Linked DNA regions of Pan troglodytes: region 2 is linked to region 1. Evidence: chromatin contacts called from public HiChIP or PLAC-seq data. All regions are on one chromosome and are shown on one strand. The core of a region is the stretch at or near the end of the contact, and the rest is flanking DNA. Distances in the headings are between cores, read along the strand shown. Region 1 holds the start of ILVBL (ilvB acetolactate synthase like). Region 2 holds the start of AKAP8 (A-kinase anchoring protein 8).

Region 1 (5,604 bases), core at 1,977-4,476:
GCAAGACAGAGGGTCTTGCTCTGTCTCCCAGACTGGAGTGCAGTTGCACAATCATGGCTCACTGCAGCCTCAAACTCCTGGGCTCAAGAGATCTTCCTGCTTCAGCCTCCAGTATCTGGGACTACAGCTGCATGCCACCATGCCTGACTATATATATATATATATATTTTTTTTTAAGATGGAGTCTCGCTTTATTACCCAGGCTGGAGTACAATGCCACGATCTCAGCTCACTGCAACCTCTGCCTCCTGGGTTCAAGCGATTCTCCTGCCTCAGCCTCCTGAGTAGCTAGGATTACAGGCACCCACCACCATGCCCAGCAAGTTTTTAATATTTTTAGTAGAGCGGGGTTTCACCATGTTGGTCTGGCTGGTCTTGAACACCTGACCTCAGGTGATCCACCCGCCTCAGCCTCCCAAAGTGCTGGGATTACAAGCGTGAGCCACTGCACCTGGCCTGTCGTGTTTTAGTACTTTGCCCTATTTATTGCTGAGCAGTGTTTCATGGTATGGGTGAATCACAGTTTAACCATTCCTCTCTTAAGGGATATTTTGTTTTTTTGTTTTTTGTTATTTTTTCCAGTTTTCAGCTATTGCAACTAAAGCGCCTATGAATAATCACGTGCAGATTGTGTGTGGTTGCATATTGTTCAAAATGCTCTCTGGCTTTCCAATTCACTTAGAATAAAATTTGCAGTCCTCATGCAGTCTGTAAAATCATACCTGTCTGGCTTTTGTCCAGCCTTTGATAGCGTCTCCTCCCTGCCTCCTCTGCTCTCTTCCTTCTAGCTATCCTGGCTTTCCTGATTTTCTCTGCACATGCAAAGCCCATCCCATTTGTAATGAGTTGAATGGCAGACCCTAAAATGTACATTCAGAACCTGCAAATGTGACCTAACTTGGAAAATGTGTTTTTGCAGAAGTAGTTAAGTGAGGGGTCTCAAGATGAGCCTATCCTGGATGAGGGTGGTCCCTAAATGCAATGACAAGTATCCTTATAAGACGTAGAGGAGGAGGGCCGGGCCCGATGGCTCATGCCTGTAATCCCAGCACTTTGGGAGGCCAAGGCAGGCGGATTGCCTGAGGTCAGGAGTTCGAGACCACTCTGGTGAATATGGTGAAACCCCATCTCTACTAAAAATACAAAAAAATTTAGCCGGGTGTTGTGGCGTGTGCCTGTAATCCCAGCTACTCAGGAGGCTGAGGCAGGAGAATTGCCTGAACCCAGGAGGTGGAGGTTGCAGTGAGCCGAGATTGCGCCACTGCACTCCAGCCTGGGCGAAAGAGACTCCGTCTCAAAAAAAAAAAAAAAAGAAAAAGAAAAAAGATACAGAAGGAGATGCAGGCACAGGGAATAAGGCCATCTGAAGATACACGCAGAAATTGGAGTGACGCAGCCATAAGCCAAAGAATGCCTGGAGCCTCTTGAAGTTGGAGAAGGTAAGAATCCTCCCCAAAGATCTCGAGAGAGTGTATGGCCCCGCTGATGCCTCCACGCTGAATTTCTGGCCTCCAGAAGTGTAAGAGAATTAATTCCTGTTGTTTCAAGCCACCCAATTTGTGGTAATGTGTTATGGCCATCAAAGGAAATTAATAGAACACCTCAGGGCCTTTGCATGTGCCATCTCCTCTACCTGGATTACTCTTTCTCCAGATCCTTGTGGGGCCCATGTCCTCACTTCCTCCTGGTCTCTCTGCTCAACTGTCACCTCCTTAGAGAGTCCTTCTGCTCGTCCTAAGAGAGGCCCTTACTGTATCCCTCTAACTCAATAATTTGTTGCACTTCTCTTTAAATATCAATCAATTTAGATACATGGTATTTTTTTCCTCCCCTGCCCCACACCCACCCCTTTATTTTTAGAGACAGGGTCTTGCTCTGTTGCCCCAGCTGGAGTGCAGTGGCACGATCACAGCTCACTGTAGCCACAACCTCTTGGGTTCAAGCAATTCTCCCTTCTCAACCTCCCAAGCAACAGGGATAACAAGCACGTGCCACCATACTCAGCTAATTTTTTTTTCTTTTTAAAAAAATTTTTTTTAGACAGAGCCTTGCTCTGTTGCCCAGGCTGGAGTGCAATGGCGTGGTCTCAGCTCACCGCAACCTCCACCTCCTGGGTTCAAGCGATTCTCCTGGCTAAGTTTGTTTGTTTGTTTGTTTTTTTGAGAGACTGGGTCTCACTTTTTGACCTCGGTTGGTCTCAAATTCCTGGCCTCAAGCGATCCTCCTGTCTTGGCCTCCCAAAGTGCTAGGATTACACACATGGACCACCATGCCAGGCTTGTTTCCCTTTTTTAAAAAATCACTTGTCCTCTGTGTGTATTTGTTTCAGGGACTGTTGAATAATCCAGCTTTCGGCTGAGAAGCTTTTCGGACATTTGCCTAGTGACAATCTTTCTTTATCTGGGGAGAGATTGGTCAGATAATTAGTCTTGGAGCATGCTAAAGCTTTGTCTCCCAAGAAAGAATTTACATCTATTACAACATCTTTCTCTCTCTCTCTGGAAAATTGTATCCTTGTTATTAAGACTTTTTTTCTTTTTTAGCTTTACAGAAAAGCTGCAAAGATAGCAAGATAATTTTTGTCTACTCTTTATCCAGCTTCCCTGAATGCTAACATCTTATATAACCATAATACATTTACTGAAACAAAAAGATTAACACTGGTTCATTACTAACTCAACTCCAGACTTTATTTGGATTTCACCAACTTTATCCACAAATTTGTCCTTTTTTTGATTCCTGGATCCAGTCCAGGGTACTATATTGAATTTAGTTGTCACAGCTCCTTTCCCTCCTCTAGTCTGTGGCAGTGCCTCAATCTTCGTTTTTCATGACCTTGACAGTTTTGGAGAGGTCTGGTTAGGCATTTTGTAGAATGTGACTCAATTTGAATTTCCTTTGCTTGCTACTATACCTATTATACAAAAAATATACACATATATATATTTACATGCACAAATATTTATTTATAGTGTGGAAAATATACATAACATAAAATTTACCATTTTTTAAGTAGTATTATTATTTTGTGAGACATGGTCTTGCTCTGGTACGGCCCCGCTGGTGTGGAAAGCGAGCTGTGTTCGGAGGGCCTGAACCTACGGGCTTGCACCGTGGGGCCAATGGAAAGCTGCGGAAGGTGGGCCCCCAAAGGTCTGGGCTCCTGAAGCCGCTGAGGGGCGTGGCCTCCTGGTTTTAAAACAATTAAATGGGTGTGAGGCCTGCAGTGCGAGCCAATGAAAGGCAAGGGGAGGCGGGGTCTATGAGGGAGGCGGCCAGTAGAGGCAAGGCTCTTTCGGGTGGCCCGGGAGCGTGGCTCCGACTGTGCGCATGCGCATCGGGCCGGACTACGGGGCGCCGCTGAGCCAAGTGAGCCACCCGGGCACGGCCACGCTCCCGGGTCACGTGACACGGAGGAGGCCGAATTCTGCTGGAGGCAACGCCATATCCTGGAGGTGAAGGTGAATAGCCTCGGGGGTCGAGCTGGTGTGGGAGAACCACATCCTGATGCGATGTGACCTCGACCCAGCCTGGCCCGGGGTCGGGGATCAGGCTCGGGCCCGTGCGCTCTTTAAGGGAGAGGCGTGGGTTGCGTGGAGGGTCGCGCCCGCTAACCCGGGGGCGTGACCTCGTGCCTCTTGGTGACGTAACATGGGGCGGGCTCACTACTGGGGCTGAGATTTGGGGTCCGGTTGTGGAAAGAGAGGCGGGGCTTCCGCCTGTCCATTGACAAGTAGGTAAGTGGAAGATAACTGTGTGGTGCTGTCGTCGCCACCTTGACTTGTGGTGGCTAGTTTGGGTGGGAGTGGTGGTGATGTAAAGGACTGGGGCTAGCCCCGCGAGGGGCGTGACCTTGTCACAGAGAGGCATGGCTTCACCCCGAGCCTAGGCGCACAAAGGGCGTGGTCTGGCAGGGTTGGGGGCGTGGCCGCACAGAAACTGGTGGCAAGGGGCGTGGCCCAGGATCCTGCTTCGGGAAGGGGCGCGATTTCTTCCGGAGAGGTTCCCTGTCGCGCCCAAGTCTGGGAAGTGCCCTTTCTCTCTTAGGTACCACCTCATGGAGACCCCCGCGGCCGCCGCCCCCGCCAGGAGCTTATTCCCCTCCTTCCTGCTCCTGGCCTGCGGGACGCTGGTGGCCGCCTTGCTGGGCGCCGCTCACCGCCTGGGGCTCTTCTATCAGCTGCTGCACAAGGTGCGGGGCACAGAATGGGAGGTGGGCTGGGGGCAGTCAAAGAGGGAGGGGCCTCGTGGTGCTGCTTCCAGCTCACTCATTGTGCAGGGTGGGAAAGCGAGCCCCGACTAGTCCAGAGGGACTGGTGAGAGGTTCTGTCCAGGGCCCTGTCTCCATTGCCACGCTGTGTATGGAGGCCTGGACTTTGCCACTAGTAAGAGAGAACACGGAAGCTGCCGCTGCCGGGGCACTCGCACCCCACCTACCTCCTTCCCCAGTGACTCTTTTCACAGAACAGATGGACAGCACTCTGTGCTCCCTAACCTGGATGGGATAAATGGGGCAGAGGGCAGGCTCCAGCGAGGGGGTGGCAGTGACGGTTTCATAACAGTTGCCCTCTGCTGAGCTCAGTACTGTAGACTTTCTTACCTACCCCTTACCTTTTCCTTGAAAGTAGGTGCTGTTCTTTCTGTCTTCATTTTCTGCAAGAGGAAGCTGAGGCTCAGAGAGATTGTGTGGTGGTTTGCCCTAGGTGACATGTTTGGAGAGAGCTGACCCCACAGGCCTCCCCCTAAACTCCTTGCACCTCTGTTTGAAATTTACCCCTTCCCCAGACCCCCTCCTCAACCCTTTCTCTCCTAGCAGGGACCAAGCTTGACCTCTCCCTCCCCAAACCCTTCTCTACTGCTTCCTCTGCTAGCCAGGAGTGATGCCACTGACCTTCAGGACTTAGGAGATTTAAAGCAAGCCTTGGATGTGTAGGGCTGTGAGGCAGCTAGAGTTGGGAGGCCTCGGCACAGTCTGTGCCAGCAGCTCACTCCCGTGCCAGGCACATGGTGGCTGGCAGCCTGTCAACTAAGCCCTGGGCCTGTTTAGCGTCCATCAGGAGGGCATCAGGGAGGCTGGGATCAGGAGCCCAGCTGCCAGGCTCTGCAGGGATACTGGAGGGCAGGGAGGAGTCACAGCAGATGGCTCCCTGCCATCTGCTCTGCGTGCGTTGTGCCCCTGGCCAAACCCCCTGGGTTATATAACCCTCTCCTCTCTCCCTGATTGCCCTGCCATCCTGGAGACAGGCAGTGTAACAGTGGGGCACTTAAGAGCGTGGGTTCTATTGAACTTTTAGTCTTACTTGGGCAAGTCTTGATATCCTCAGCTGTAAGAGAGATGTAATGACAAGAGGATCTGATAAGATGTTATGCCTTGGTTTGAGCCTGGCATGTAGTATAATATATGCCTAACCAAGACCAAGCTTCTCTTGACCTCTCACCCTGCTCCTGCCCCCTTACCTGGGGCAGGGGGATTGCCCCCTTTCCCAGCTGCCCTCTGCCCTGGCCTTTAACTTTATTGCTCCACCTGTCCTTGGGCCCAGGTGGACAAGGCAAGCGTCCGGCATGGCGGAGAGAACGTGGCCGCTGTGCTGAGGGCCCATGGTG
Region 2 (5,604 bases), core at 2,062-4,561, 250 kb before region 1:
ACAGTGAGCCATGATCACACAATGGCAGTGCAGCCTGGGCAACAGAGTGAGACTCTTATCTCTAAAATAAAATAAAAAGAAAGACAGTATGGTATTAGCACTAACCTCTCCAACAGGATCTGGGGAAGGCGCCTTGTAGTTGAGTCACAAATAATTCTTCACATGACTTACATATAAATGAAAAATGTAATGTCAGTTCACATTTAGCCACCAAATGAATTTTGGGGGAAGACTTGTTTTCTAGAGCCTTTTGGATTTCCAGTTTATAGATAAGGGATGGTAGACCTATATGCCAATTTGGTAAGGAAATAAATGGTGTGTTTTGTACATTTCTGGTAAAGAAAATTTTGGACCCTCTACCTCATAACATATACAGATTGAGTTCATCCGTCATCTGAAAATCCGAAATGCTCCGAAATCCAAAACCTTTTTCCTTAAGAAAAAAGAATTGAGTCTTGCCATGTTGTGCAGGATGGAGTGCAGTGGCTGGTCACAAGTTAAATCATTGCACACTATAGCCTTGAACTCCTGAACTCGAGCAATCCTCCTGCATCAGCCTCATGAGAGTAGCTGAGACTACAGGCGCGAGACACTGTGCCTAGTAAAATCTGACTTTTTCAGCACAGACATGACAAAGTAAATGCTCATTGAAGCATTTCAGATTTTGGGTTTTTGGAGTAGGGATGCTCAACTGGTAAGTATAATGCAAATCAAAATCTGAAAGACTTCTGGTCATAAGCACTTTGGGTAAGGGATACTCAATCTGTATCAAATTCTAGAAAATGTGGCTGGGCGTGGTGGCTCACGCCTGTAATCACAGCACTTTGGGAAGCCGAGATGGGTGGAGGTCCTGAGCTCAGGAGCTCAAGACCAGTCTGGGCAACATAGGAAAACCCTGTATCTACTAAAAATACAAAAAAGTAGCTGGGTGTGGTGGTGCGTGCCCGTAGTCCTAGCTACTCAGGAGGCTGAGGCATATGAATTGCCTAAACCTGGGAGGCGGAGGTTGCAGTGAACTGAGAGCCCCTGCACTCCAGCCTGGGCGACAGAGCGAGACTGTCTAAAAAAAAAAAAAAGAAAATTTAAATGTGAAAAATAAAAACCAAGATCAGAAAATAGTTAGAAAATTATAAACTGTGGGCGGGTGTTCCAGTGTGCTTACCAGAGCACTCACTCGCCGGTGGGCAGGGAAATGCCGTGGGAGGCAGCAGCACAGATTCTTCTGTCTTTTATCCACAGCAAAAATACCCAACAGTGACAACATCCAGTGCTGATGGGCAGGCAGGAGGACCAGGTCATTGTTTTAACACAGGTGGAAGAAGCATGACTTGCAAATGTTCTGCAGTTAATTGGGCACTATCACTTTGAAACCAAACCTGGTTAGAATGAAAAGCACCAGCATGGAAGTGTACAAGTTTATTCTGGTGTTGCTGGGTTATTGTGGAGAAGATCTGGAAGCAACATAAATGTGCCTCACTTGGGAGAATTTATGGTGTGGTTATCTGGGCATCTAGAACCAGGAGGATAAACTGTTGGCAAGTGAGAGTCACTGGGGGAACGGTCTATAGTAGTATCCTAATTGTGTATCTTTAGTTTATTGTGAGCATGTATGATGTCTGTTAATATTTTCCTCCAGTAGTAGAGAAAACGTGCTAAGGAAAAAAAAAATGAAGATGGAGAGAGTAGAAACAGCAAGTGAGAAGGCTTTCTGAAACATGTAAATGGAGTGGGAAGGACTCAATGGGCTCTCCCACCCCACCAAAAATATCCTTCTTTTACCTTATGGTTTTTATGATGATCAAAGTGAGATTTGCCTGTACTCCCACCATGAGGAGATGGCCCAGCATATTGATGGAAATCCTTCCAGACAAAATGGCTCTGGCATGCTCTGCAGACAGTACTATATTATACACCTTTCTTATGCCAGTGCAGAGATGAGCCCGATTTGAAGGGCTGCATGATGTTCTTTTGAATGTACGATTTATTTAACCTCTTCTGCACTGAGGAACGTTTAGGTGTTTTCCCATTTTTCACCACTACAATCAGTGTGCACGCATGTTTCCAGTTCTTAAATTTAGGATACGTTCTGGGAAGGGATTAATGAGACAGATTTTTACTTTTCATACATTGTGTCAAACTGCTTTCCAAAAAATACGGAAACAGTTGATCCTCCCACCAGCAGAGAAGACTCTCTTCACCCTTGCATGACTGGGAATAATTCTTCATTCTTGGAATTCTGTGGGTTAAAAAAGACGTTTCATTAAATATCTGTTCCTGTTTTTATATCTTCCCCGTTGGCCCCAAAGTGCTCCTTGCCTATTAGCCTAGTTGGCACCTTGTTACAGGTTGCACCTTTGGCTCTTAGTTTCTTAATTGTTCACTGCTTATAGCTTTTTTGTAAGCAAATCAGATTTCTGTAATACAGCCGTAAAGATAGAGATATATAGATCTGTATTTTTATTTACCTACAGTAAGTGTGGTGTGGAAGGAGAGGGAATTTGAACAAAGATCAGATAGGTTGTGGTTCCATGCTTGTGGAGTGGCCCTCTGTTGGTGGGGCTGGAAGTGCGTGGGTGCGGGGGCGGGGTGGGGTCCCTCTAAGCTGGCAGGGTTGGGGCAGGAACTTGTAGGGCACTCAGAGCAGCCTCTCCAGCTCCTTTTGCCCTGCCCGCAGCTCATGATGGAGCAGTCCAAGAAGTCCTCCCTCATGGTGGCCCGCAGTATTCTCAACAACAAGCTCATCAGCAAGAAGCTGGAGCGCTACCTGAAGGTGAGGCACTGGTCCAGGCCTGCCCTGTCCCCAGCTTAGTCCCCGCCTGTGCTCCCTCCCTTCAGTGTCCGCGCCCCTCCCCACAGGGCGAGAACCCTTTCACCGACAGCCCCGAGGAGGAGAAGGAGCAGGAGGAGGCTGAGGGCGGTGCCCTGGACGAGGGGGCGCCGGGCGAAGCGGCAGGGATCTCGGAGGGCGCAGAGGGCGTGCCGGCGCAGCCTCCCGTGCCCCCAGAGCCAGCCCCCGGGGCCGTGTCGCCGCCACCGCCGCCGCCCCCAGAGGAGGAGGAGGAGGGCGCCGTGCCCTTGCTGGGAGGGGCGCTGCAACGCCAGATCCGCGGCATCCCGGGCCTCGACGTGGAGGACGACGAGGAGGGCGGCGGGGGCGCCCCGTGACCCGAGCTCGGGGCGGGCGGGGCCCGCGTGGCCGAAGCTGGAAACCAAACCTAATAAAGTTTTCCCATCCTACCTCCGGGTTTCTCTGTTACTGTGCCGCGCGGGCGGGGCGGGGCGGGGGTGGGCGGAGGGGCGGGGTGCGCATGCGCGCGGGCCGGGCCGTCGGGCACGGCGGTGGGACCACAACTCCCATCAGGCCACGGAGCTGGATCTTAGCAGCCCGAAAGGCCAGCTGGGACGGCGAGGGCGGGCCCTCGTGAAGACCAGCCAATGGGGGCGCGCGGAAGTAGTGACGTGTGCGCCTGGTCTTCCAGTAGTCGATGGCGGAGGTGCGCTGAACGCATGCGTGCTGTGGTCGCCTAGTAAAAGGGGCTGCTGGTGGGCCGCGTCGAAGACATGGACCAGGGCTACGGAGGTTTGTGTTGGCTGCTGGGTGCGGAGCGGGGAGGGAAGGCTCTGTGCGGGCGGCGCAGCCGCTGCGCAGACTGCCGCGGGCCGGGCCTTCGTCCCGAGCGTGGTTGCCGCAGCTGGGCCCTCCGGAGAGGCGGCCAGGGCGCGCGCGCGCCGCTCATTGGGCTTTGGCGCCGTCGCTCCCGGGGCGCTGCGTGCGGATTGGCCGCCAGGCCCCGAGGAGGCGGGCGGGACTCGGGGTTGGGGCAGACGCCGCGGTGGGCTTCGTGGGGCCGTCTTGGACAGTGTGGGCCGTTTTTGCCCCTCACCTTCGGCGGAGTCCTTCCGGCCCCCAGCGACCCCGGGGTTTGCACTCCCGGCTTCCTCTTCCGAAGACGCCACAAAATGGCGGCGCTAGGGGGGCGGAGCTACAGCGTGGGGTTGTGAGGTCGGACCCGGGGAGCTGGGTCTGGGGCCGCGGGCGGACCGCGGGGGCCGCCTCTCTCCCGACCTGCCCTAGGCCCGCGGGGCCGTGTAGGGTCTCCGCTGGGCTCACGTGGCCCAGGGCGCCTGTCCCGGAAGCCGTCGGGCTGCGCGGGGTCGGGCCTTTAGTCCCCGGTGCAGCGCGTTGGGGCCGAGTGCTGCCGGCGCGAGAGTCGGCCTCGCCGGGCTCCAGCTCTGTACCCGGCGCGTGCTGGCTTGGGACAGGATGGTGAGGGGCAGATGCTGAGTGTTCGTACAAAGCTGGAAACCTGATGTGCCCTGGGGCTGGTGACATTGGCAGTTCTCCTTTAGGCAGTCTGTTGTGGTGGCCTGGAGGGGCCGAGGAGCTGTGCAGGAGGGAACGTGTCCTTTCCCCACTAGGATTTAGCGCTTGGCCTGCAGTAGGGCCGATCTTCTCGAGCTGCCTGCTCCCTGCTTCTGGAATCAGAGCCTTCTGGGAGCAAAGTTTGCCCACAGGGGATAGTTGGGACATGCTGGGTGGAGCTCGACTGGTTGTAGAGAAGCTAGTGGTCTGATCCTGGCTGCAGGAGCTCGAGAAGTTGTCGATCTTGAGAAGTGGCAGGGCAAAAGTAGCCCAGCACCAGAAATTGCAGAGAGGTTTCGGTCCTGAGGCGGCAGTGTGCGCGGTGTGCTTTGGTGTCTTCCGGGTCCTAGCGAAGGCTCAGCCTGGCTCTCCTGGTCTTCCGCAGCCTGGGTAGATTTCACCATTCTTTCCCTTCTTTCCCATCAGATCTTTTCTGCAGGTATTGTATTCCTCCTTTTCATTCTTAGTTTGGAGAGGTTTTTTTTTTTTACCCCCTCTTCCTACCTGCCGAAAACCTTTCAGACACAGTGGAGATAGTTAAGCTTCCCTGATTTCTTGTGCTTCCGGGAGCGTTTTAAGGTTAATAGTGCGTGCCACTTACACTAGAGCTTCACAGAGAAGCAGTCTCTCGAGGTTGGTTACTTGCTGTTAGAATCTGCAGTCTGCCTTTCTGCTGCACGGATGCGAATTTAGAAGGTTTTGCGGTATGACGGAGGGGAAGGCGTAGCATAGCAAGAGGGCAAAACTCAGCAGTATGACTGGGTCAAGTCTCGTAACCCATGAGCCTAGCTCCCTTGTCTCTGAATGGCATTCCGGACAACAGGGTTTGCTGGGTGCTTGCGGTGTATCGGCACGCACTAGGCACTTAGCCAGGGGCGGGGGGGTTGTTCTGGTGAGGGAGACATGGATATGTTCCTGCCTCATCAAAGTGAAGTCATTTAACAGGCATGATGGCCACCCACGCGCAGCTCAGTGCTGGGCCCCAGGGACACAGAAATAAAGAGAACACAGTTCCCATTCTCCTTCCTGGAGGGACCAGACAGATGCCATAGTGGGCGGGGTGTGTGGAGGGGTGAAGAGTGCTGTCTGATGCCTTAGGGCCAGGCGAAGGCTCTGGGACTTAAAGGTCCAGGGGATCCGTGGAGGCCTTAAAAGTGGCAGGAAGGGCCGGGCGCGGTGACTCACGCCTGTAATCCCAGCACTTTGGGAGGCAGAGGCTGGCGGATCACGAGGTCAGGAGA

Evidence for each region. HiChIP or PLAC-seq counts read pairs in DNA pulled down with a chosen protein or histone mark.
Region 2: an H3K4me3 HiChIP or PLAC-seq map of stem cell-derived excitatory neurons shows a contact between it and region 1, with 2.7 times the contacts expected there. The contact joins the promoter of AKAP8 here to the promoter of ILVBL in region 1. A contact is called at or near these places in 1 of 7 Hi-C or Micro-C datasets (stem cell-derived neural progenitor cells) and 1 of 1 datasets of contacts at active chromatin or transcription factors (stem cell-derived excitatory neurons).

Annotation. Positions count from the first base shown.
Region 1 is chr20:17,815,813-17,821,416 of NHGRI_mPanTro3-v2.0_pri, reverse strand. ILVBL (ilvB acetolactate synthase like) reads left to right here and starts at 3,226. Exons shown (of 16, transcript XM_001172135.8): 1 at 3,226-3,461; 2 at 4,048-4,192; 3 at 5,541-5,604. The coding sequence starts at 4,058.
Region 2 is chr20:18,070,377-18,075,980 of NHGRI_mPanTro3-v2.0_pri, reverse strand. AKAP8 (A-kinase anchoring protein 8) reads left to right here and starts at 3,311. Exons shown (of 14, transcript XM_016935347.3): 1 at 3,311-3,580. The coding sequence starts at 3,562. It overlaps AKAP8L (A-kinase anchoring protein 8 like), which reads left to right. Exons shown (of 14, transcript XR_010153740.1): 13 at 1,240-2,770; 14 at 2,857-3,237.